2 separate regions of the Anas platyrhynchos genome follow, and region 2 is linked to region 1. The links are chromatin contacts, called in public Hi-C maps. All regions are on one chromosome and are shown on one strand. The core of a region is the stretch at or near the end of the contact, and the rest is flanking DNA. Distances in the headings are between cores, read along the strand shown.

Evidence for each region. Hi-C and Micro-C count contacts between places; a contact is called where the count stands out from the background.
Region 2: a Hi-C map of skeletal muscle shows a contact between it and region 1, with 2.2 times the contacts expected there. The contact joins two enhancer-like sites. A contact is called at or near these places in 3 of 8 Hi-C or Micro-C datasets (liver, skeletal muscle and subcutaneous adipose tissue).

The regions. Positions count from the first base shown.
Region 1 is chr11:19,247,667-19,252,314 of IASCAAS_PekinDuck_T2T, reverse strand. The region is part of intron 1 of MCTP2 (multiple C2 and transmembrane domain containing 2); the gene reads right to left. Among named protein-coding and RNA genes, the nearest start is that of MCTP2, 14 kb to the right of the region's middle. Within about 2 kb of position 2,749, at least 1 of the 8 cell types and tissues checked has an H3K27ac peak or open chromatin away from gene starts, as enhancers often do.
Region 2 is chr11:19,292,526-19,297,173 of IASCAAS_PekinDuck_T2T, reverse strand. MCTP2 (multiple C2 and transmembrane domain containing 2) reads right to left here. Exons shown (of 27, transcript XM_038185162.2): 8 at 4,405-4,513. Among named protein-coding and RNA genes, the nearest start is that of MCTP2, 59 kb to the right of the region's middle. Within about 2 kb of position 2,768, at least 1 of the 8 cell types and tissues checked has an H3K27ac peak or open chromatin away from gene starts, as enhancers often do.

The DNA of each region.
Region 1 (4,648 bases), core at 1,500-3,999:
AAGGACTTGAAATGAACACACCAAGAAAATCAGGTCTGCCTGCTGCAGGATAGTTGGTAAATAAGGGTTCTCACAATCTTCTTGTAAAGCTTCCTATTGTGTACCCATGTGTTCAGGATTTTTGCGGATGAAAGAAACTCTCTCCCAACCAGCCCTGGGGTAAACCACATGAAAATTCTGAACCCCCAAACCAAATTAGCTGGCTACAAAGCAATACAGGAACATGAAGTGAAACTGTCATATCTATTTCCAGTGAATATTAACATCAATGCATGGAAGCATAAAAACTTCCAGATGTGTCTTTGGTGTTGAGGCTTGTTCCACAGGAACTAGGAGACTCAGTGTAACCAAACCTCCACAAAGCATCTAAAGAGCACTCACCAGTTCACAGTAACTGACTACAATCAGCCCAAAACCCCTCAAAATCATCTACTTCCCAGTACTGTAATTTACCCTTACAGGTAAATCTTACAATTATAATCAGGCGGCTCCAGCTAAACTTTGTTTTGCATGAAATCCAGCAGCAAGCCTTTGAGAAAGAAGAATGAAAATCTTGATCTGCAGAGACCACCTAAGTCTTAAAGCAGCAATACCATGCAATCTCCCATCCAGCCACAGCATTAAACCTTCAGAATAAATGTGCTTGAAATATTACAAAAAACAAAATGCTTCATTATTACTTTACTATTGGCTCAACTTCAAAACTCAAGCAGTATGTCAATTATTGCTGTGTTTTTACGCTGTATAATTGGAAAAAAATTTAGTTTACTTTGTAGAAAGTAAACACCTGCAATTCTGCTATGAATTTATTCACTTTCTTTTATCCTACAGGATGGAAAAATACCTCAGACTCCTGTTCCCAGTAAAAGCATTCATACTACCTTAAACAAGGATGGGATAGCACTATTTTGCATGCAGACATCTGTTTCATGTCAGTAAAATATACATCCTGTTTATTATGGTCTATGACCATTACTCTTTGCTGATAAACATTCTATATTTATGTTTTTTTTAAAGGGGGTGCAATTGAAAACAAGCACAATTACCTATTTCCCCTATCACAAAATCAAATGTTGGAATTCAGAAAAGTTAGTTTATGCATGCAAAAGATAGAAAATGCCTCTCGGATTCAGCCACTTAGAGGCTAACAAGGGAAAAAAAAATTTGGTGTCACCTCACAGACACTTCTAGCAGTATGCTTCTGCTTTGGAATTACCTGCACCAGCAGTGGTCTAAAGATAGACTATTTCTTTACAATATTGCCCCCTGTTGTGAGGAGGAAGCCTCAAAGATCCATCCAGCAGGATTACCAGACTCATTTGTTAAAACGACCTCACGAATCCTCACAGACATCCTCCTTCCCTTTAAAGCCCATGTGAAGAGGGAGGCATAAGACCTGAAACATTAAGCCTGAATGTAGCTGGAAAACAGACTAGGAGGCTTTATTACATTTCCCATCAAGTTACCCTGTTTTATTGCATTGCAGTCCTTGAAAATTTGATTAGTGATTTCTCCTCTTCATTCATTCTCCTGACATCTGGATTTCAAACCTCTGATCCATATCTGCAAATATGCTAATACAAATTCCAGCTAGGTATTGCCACTACCCACTCCTGACCTACTAAAGTTAAGTGTCAGGAACTCTAAGTTTTTTTTTTATTATTTGTACTTTACTATTGCAAATTTCCTGAAGGCAGCACTAAAGGAAGGCCTGGGAAAACCTAGATTCAGGTCAAAGCAAGGTACATGAATTGTAACAAGTATTGTCACAGCAGAGAGTCTGAAGTCTTTATGCGGTGTTTTTTCAAAGTGAAAGAAAATCTCTTGAAAATATAAGACTTAAAAAATGAATTTCATTACTTTTTCTACTCAGCTTTTTCTTTGACAGAGGTCCTGCCCACTAAACTCATGCAGTGCACATGAGTACAGCCAGGTCGTCAGCACATGTCAAGTAGAGCTTACAAGCAGCTGAGCTTTGGCTGCTTGGACGCAGAGGAAGCTCCAGGGATCAGCTCTCCTGCAGTACCCATCATCCCAGAGCAGCTGCTGTGCTGCATAGGCTCTACCTGCATATTGAGAGTGATAATACCTGTAAAAGTCAAGGATGGCAATCAACAGATGCTCTTATCATAATCAGCTTTACTTAATAGGAAGCACTTCTGCAGAACTACAAGACAAGAATCGGACAAGTTTCTTCATGTCCTCTACCCTCCAAATATTCACTTTTATTTTTCCAGCGCATTTCAGGGATTTATACAAAAACTTTCATTGCTCCCAAAGCTTTCCAGCAGTATCATTACAATTTTGCCCTAGTACAGTATTACTGGTAGCATTATTGCAAAACCCCACTCCTCAAAATCAGATGGATTTGGGGTTTTAGCCTGGTAGGCCACAGGAGAGATCCAGCTGCAGCTCCCCTTGGATCTGGGTCTGCTCCCATGGAGCATGTAGCATTACAGCATGCAAAGAGGGAGGTGTGGATAGCCTTCAGGCACCCAGCTAAAGACCAGCCCCAGCAGGGATCACAACCAGAGTGGTTTTACAGGTGCTTGGCTGCAGGGAACATTTGATTTGCAAAGCTCAAAAAAGCAGCAAGAGGTGATGGTTTGGGGTTATACCACCTGCAAAGACGTGGGGAGCTGCACTGTCTGCTTATGAGAGAGGGAAGCTGGAGGGCTCGGCAGCTCAGTGCACAAGTAAGGTGCATGCCAGCAGATGGCATCGGAAAACCATAAATCCATCGGCCCTGCTGCCTCCAGCTCTGCAGCAATCCTTCACTCCTCTAGACAGCATCGCCTTAGATGCAATACACCATAAGTGCAATCATTGTGTTAGCTTGTGCAGTTTCCTGCTGCAGCATGAAAACACTTCAGCTCCATTTATTTACATCCTACTTCCCTGCTGTGGGAAGGATGCTAATAGCTACTTATAGAAGGGAAAAATAATGAAGTAGGGATTTGATGGGTTGCCTGTTGATACATAGAAAAAGTGTTACGCCAAGAGCAAATACAATTCTCCTCAGCCAGCTCAGCACTCTGATCCCTCTCTCAGCTCCATGGCACTCATGTGAATTTTGGCCTCCACATACCTGCATATATGTGAGAAGGTGGAGAGGCTTGTAAATATTGTGGTTGAATTTTAATCCCTCTTTTTTTTTTTTTTGCACTGTATTTATGCAGTCCCTTGTGAAATTCCTCTCCAGTTTATCATATCATAGAGCACCTGAATTTCAGCTCACATTTCCATGACCTTCTCAGAAAAATGACACCAGCAGAAGATGGGAGGGAATCAGTTTGCTAACTAGAAAGAATTTTTTTTTTTTTAATCTAGCTGTTGTCCCACAGCAAGAGGCCAGCGTAGTCTGGCCAGCAAAGTCCCTATAAAAACAGTTCCCAGGAACTGCTTACAAGTCTAAGGTATTAGAAAATGCTGCCTTGATGATGGCAAAGGGCAACACTGGTGAACAGCAGAGCACCTGCAATTGTAGGGCCAAAACTTAGCCACGTCATATTTTAAATATCACTGAATTTCACTCATTCCAGGTACTGTTCTGCAGTCTTCACCTCCAAATCTAATGAAGTCTTTTCTTTACATTACTATTCCCTTCTATAGATTAATAGGAGAGCTTCCAGTTTTTAAGGACAGCAATATTTACATTTGCTGCCGCATACCTCCTTCCAGAGCCATGTCTTGGGGCTTTTAGGAGTATGCCTGAGCAAACATGACTCTTTATATAGACTTCAAGCAGAGGTAACTCGAGTAAACACTGACTTAAAACCTTGAAAGCTAATATTTAGCAAGCTCTTGTGTTCACAACTTTGGAAAGGTTTGCCTCTGGAAATAAAGCAAGAATATCTTCCCCTCAAAAAAAAAAAAAAAAAAAAAAAGCCAGTGGCAAATCCACACCCAGTGCTAACACTGGAATTCCTGACTTTGTACGTTATCCTATACTGGAAACAGGCATACCCAAATGCTAGTTTTATAGAGCCAGGTTTTACAGATGCAGACCCCCAGGACAAGACTTTCAAGGGTAGTCTTTGTACCTGCCTGAGCTGTATGGGCAAGTTGCCCCATGGCTTGTAAAAGAGCTGAGTCTCAGTACAGCAAATACAAGAGGGCTAGAGGCAGCCAGGGACAGATGGAAGGAAACTGAGCACTAGAAGTGGCAGACTAGCTGTAAATATACTGTGGGCCATATAGGGTGCTCCAGTGCTAACACCCTTTTTTCCCCCTCCGGTGTCAGCACAGGTCCCCCACAGCTTTAGCAGATGCTCTGTGAAAGGCTGCATTTGTACAAGTAACTCTGAGCTTTTTGCAGACAAAATCCTATGGATTTCATCCCTTCATATGATAGACCAATACTGCAGCAAATCTTTCAATTTTGTAAAGTGGTGATAAGGAGGTGGAAATAAGAGGGAATAGGTCCCATCACCTAAGCAATACCTAAACAGTATCTTCCTTTTCCAGCCACCTACTTATCAGTAGCTCAAAGTAATTCAAGGACCAGTAGCATCATCCCACTTCTCAAACACGAAAGCTAAGGCACAGAGAAAGGGCCGGGCTGTGCCCAGCAGGCTGGCTGACCGCCTGGACTACAGCAGATCTTGCCAGATTATGGTAGGGGTTCATTTGCTCAACCCTACTTTAT
Region 2 (4,648 bases), core at 1,519-4,018, 45 kb before region 1:
TCTGCTGGCTTGGGGAGTCCTATAGAACCCACTGACTATCAAGTGGTTGGTATTAGAAGTGAGAGCAGCTGCTGACATGCTCTGACTGGGGGTGATGGGATGCACCCAGCCAAGAGACAGCTCCTTCTGAGCTTCTGCAACTCACCCTGCTCCTCACATGCATGTTTTCCATGTTCTGCTGCCTGGATCATGAGAGAAAGAAACAAGAGCAAAACCCAAGTGCAGCAGCAGGAGGCAACAAGGGAAACCTGATAGGAAGAAATAGAAAAGGACAGAGACAGGGTACAAAGAACTTGTAAAAAAGAAAAAAGAAAAATCTAGGAAATGCAAGTGTATGAATATATATATATATATATCAGGTTGGAGCAATACAGCCGAAGAAAAAAAAAATTAAGAACCACAAACACTCACAAGCTGACATCACATCCAAGAAATCTATTTCTCATAACCACAGTGGCTAACAGAGCAAAACATGCACTCAATACTTCAGAGGAGCAGGATTTAGAAACATGAGGAGCTTCTCACCCTTAAAGGCCCTCAGAACAGTTTGTTTTCTTATACCAGCAGTATAGCTGGGTTTGCCAACTGAAGGAAGGTAACACCTCCGTGCGACTGTGGCATCACACTCCTGCTCAGTGTCACTGTCACTGTTCTGGAAAGGTGATTCTTACAGGCAGCAGCAGGCACAGTCAGAGCATCTTGTGGCCATAAGGGACCAGGACATTTCAGGTTTCATTAGACTGACTCATACAAACTGACATCACTGTGTCCAAGGAAAGTGAACCAGCAAGTAGAAATGTGCTCCATCCACTCCCAGTTCAAAGCACATAGAGCTGGAAGTTGTGAGCTTCATTAAAAAGACTCAGAAATGCCAGGAAACCACAAAGGACATAACAAAATGGCAACACTTAAAACTGGTGACTGTGAATGTTTCACATTTCCTTGAGGCCAAATAAGATACACAATTTTTCTCTCTCCTGCAGAACTATCAGTGTTCCACAGATGCATGGTTCTAAAAAACATTTCTGTTTCTATCCATGGTATTAAAACTGCAGAGGTCAGAAACTCCTCAACAACCATGTTGTTCCGTGTTATCTAATAACAGTAATACTATACAAAGTATACAGAAAGCTAAATGTTGGGTTTGGGTTGGTACACACAGACAGAACCACAACCTTCAGCGTTTTATTCATCAGTTATAAATACGGAAGGACCCACACACCACCTAACATTAGGCACCCAATGTACATGCAGGTGATGTGACTGCCACTTGCTAAGTGTCTGCTTTGGCATTTTTAACGTATGAACTGTATCCCAAAAAGCACCAGAAAGAAGCAAATAAACCATACTCCAAGCAAGCTAATGACCCATGGGTAACATTTTGCCACCCTGCATCCCCAAGAGGGGGCACTGCAGTGTTGACCTGGAGAGGGATTTTTATTTTTTTTTTGGAGCCTCTCCCATGTCAGTAGAACAGAGATGCTGTTCTACAGCACTATGCTTCCTTGGCTTGGGTACAGAGAGACAAACAGGAAAAAAAAAAAAAAAAACCACCGATAGAAAAGACAATAGGTGAAGAAAAAAAAATAGTAAAAATTAGGTTAATAGATAATAAAGGTAAAGAGTAAGAATAATCTGGTAAAGCAAAGGAGAAATTTGAACTATACCAAAAGGAACACGTCCCAGAAAGAGCAGTACATAGTGGGGTGAAAATTCAGTAGAATACCTGGAAGGCTTGGGAAAAGTGAAGTCACCTGCCAGTCTTACAGTCTGGGGTTATCAGAACTACCCACCTTTACAGAGAAATATAATTAAAGCCTGTTTAATAACTTAAGTGTATAACGAGTAAAATTAGCCATGTGGATTTTCTGAGTAGAACGAAGACGACTTTCCAGCAACCATACTGGTGGCAGAAATATTTCTCCTCTGTTAAACACCACAGATTGATAGATACATACACGCACATACGTATATAAACACAAATGCACAATGCAACTGAAGCTGGAAATTGCCACCAGAGGGCAGCAAGGACCCGCTGTGCTGGGCTTTTCTTCCCTTAGAGCTCTCCAGCATTCCCTAACAGCCCTCAGCCAGGGAGATTGAAAGGAACTGGCAGTAAATTAAAATTAAGGGGAAAAGTGCATGCATGAGAAATGGGTAGGGCACCACATAAGTGTTTTTTTTTTTTTTTTTTTTTTTTTGAGTAAATACAGAGCTTCCCCAGAATGCAAACTGATGGTTCTGATGACTTCTTTGAGACATCTCTTTTTGGAGAAAATACTGTTAATAATTAATAAATATTAAAATTTAGGAAATTTAGAAAACTTATGGTAAGTCTAATTTAAACCAGCAATGCTGGTATACACTCTTCACCCAGGCTCTGTGGTTTAAATGTGGTCTTTTTGTTATTTAGGGTGTAACATACTCCACAGAGACAGAAGATTTGAAGTTAGCGTCCATCACTGACCAGACAAGCAGTTACCACTGGTATGACGACTCTATGTGGATAAAAGCAGCACAGTGCTACTGTCTTCCTATATACGAATGTTGAGACTCTACTGCCACTGCTACCTACCAAAGCATCTTTGCAGTTACTCACACAGGGCTAACCAGTGGATGCTTACCCCTCCAACACGCACAATAAAACACAGGACCAGGAACTCAGCATTTACCCCCTGCAGAGTTCCAGAGCAGCTCATTACACAAAATAAATAAATAAATGGGAAAGAGGGTTTGAAGCCCACTCCCAGCTGTGTCAGACAGCATTGCCTGGTTAGTTCTGGGGGTTTCCTGTTCCCACAACATGAATGAGCACGACTTGGCCCCTGGCCCTAGCCACAGCCAGAATCCTAGGATATGCTGGCTGCAGGCAATATGTTCCTGTATTCAAATTATTTGGAGTAGGCTAGTACACTCCAGAGCAGCGGCTGTATCTGGTGTCACAGCGGGTGAGAGGAGGGAAGTTGCATTTGCCTGACCCACAAGCTTTCTCTGAGGTTCTTATACTGGCTTTGCTCATCTCTCCAACTTCCCACTTCTAAAAACATGATGCAAAAACCACAGTGGCTGCAGTTCAGGCTTAAGTGTCTCACAAAGACCTTATGTAACCAGCAGGACAAAGACCTATAAGGATGCCATCAGGGCATCACCACTATGCTTTTCTGAAGGTACCACCACCACAACACAACTGTGCCTGAAGAATTATCATTAAAAAAAAAAAACTATTTTCCCACTTCACCACAAAGTCTGTGAAAAAAAGTGGGAATTTTATTGAATGATTTACCACCTCACATACTCAGTCTTCTAAATGAACAGTCATTTGCCACAGAAAGTGACAGACCCATCAAACTGATTTTTTCCCCTTATGCTGTTTCACTTTGTTGCACAATGCTTCATTAAGACAAGCATTTGCTTTCTTATGCAAGAAAACACAGCCCAGAGCAAACTATGTGTTCTGTCCTCTATAGAAATACTGCTCTGCTGGAATCACTCATTTATAACATCTCTTCCATAGAAGCAGCTGGATATGTCCTGGCTTGTGCAGCTTGCTAGGATATCTGATGAACTGCTACGCTGTCAGGAAGTACATGCTTCTGTTTAAAGAGTGATGATCTTAATCTAAGTATTCATTCACTACTTCCAAAAGCTAGGAAGAAAAAGCAGCATATGCTTGGCCAAGAGTTACTGTTTGGTGAAGACATGAAAAACCAACATGGAAAAAGTTAACTGAGATAATAAAAGATGGAAATCCCCAAAACAAGCACCGCATGTGAAGGCTTATAAATCCATACAGGTCCCTCCAAACGCAAACCTTGAATGCAACACTAATTCAAGATGAATTTCTTTAAACTATGGTTATTTTTTTTGTATGGCTTTATTCTCTTATTCTCTTCTTTTTTGATACACTTTTTTTTTTTCCTTTTGAATTCTGTCCTCTTAAGTTTTATTAAGTTGTGTTTCAAATTCATGAAAGGGGCCTTGACTTACACCCACTCTTCCCACAGTTTCCCTTTTATTAATTTTTTTACCGATAACCTAAAGCTCTCCTAGAACAGCTATTTTATTTATCACATTTCAAATTATTCCTTTAAAAAAAAAAAATAGATTAGAATCTCTGAAGATTAATGACCGCAGTTCTTGAATAGATACAGATGCTAAGTACAATAAAGGAGGGGTTTTGCAGCTGTGCAATCAGGAAGGAGCAGCAAACACAGGGCAGCTCCCTCCCCTGTGTATCTAAGGTGGATAAACCCAGGTGTTGAGTGTTCTGACCTGGACACAAGTCAATGACTTATTGCATCAGAGATAAGAAAAGATGCTGATGGCACAAAGTGCTGCCAAACTCCCGTCAGTGAAAGCAGAGTCCTGCAACCCAAAGGGAAGCAGCTGAAAGGTGTGGCTTACCACAACGATCTCTGATAACCAGGTTCCGGCCTTCTTTCAGGTGAATGGTCAGGAGGTAAGCAAAGGGGCTAGGCAAGTCATTCAAACAATCACTTCCTTCTTCTACAGCCTAAGGAGAACAAAGAAATCAGTCACCACTACGGGCCTCCCCAAGCAGACATGTGAACAGACTAGGTGTTTTCTTGGTGCTGCAGAGGTGAAGTTCACGGGCCTTTTTTCTTTGGGCAATCTTTTACAGTGCACT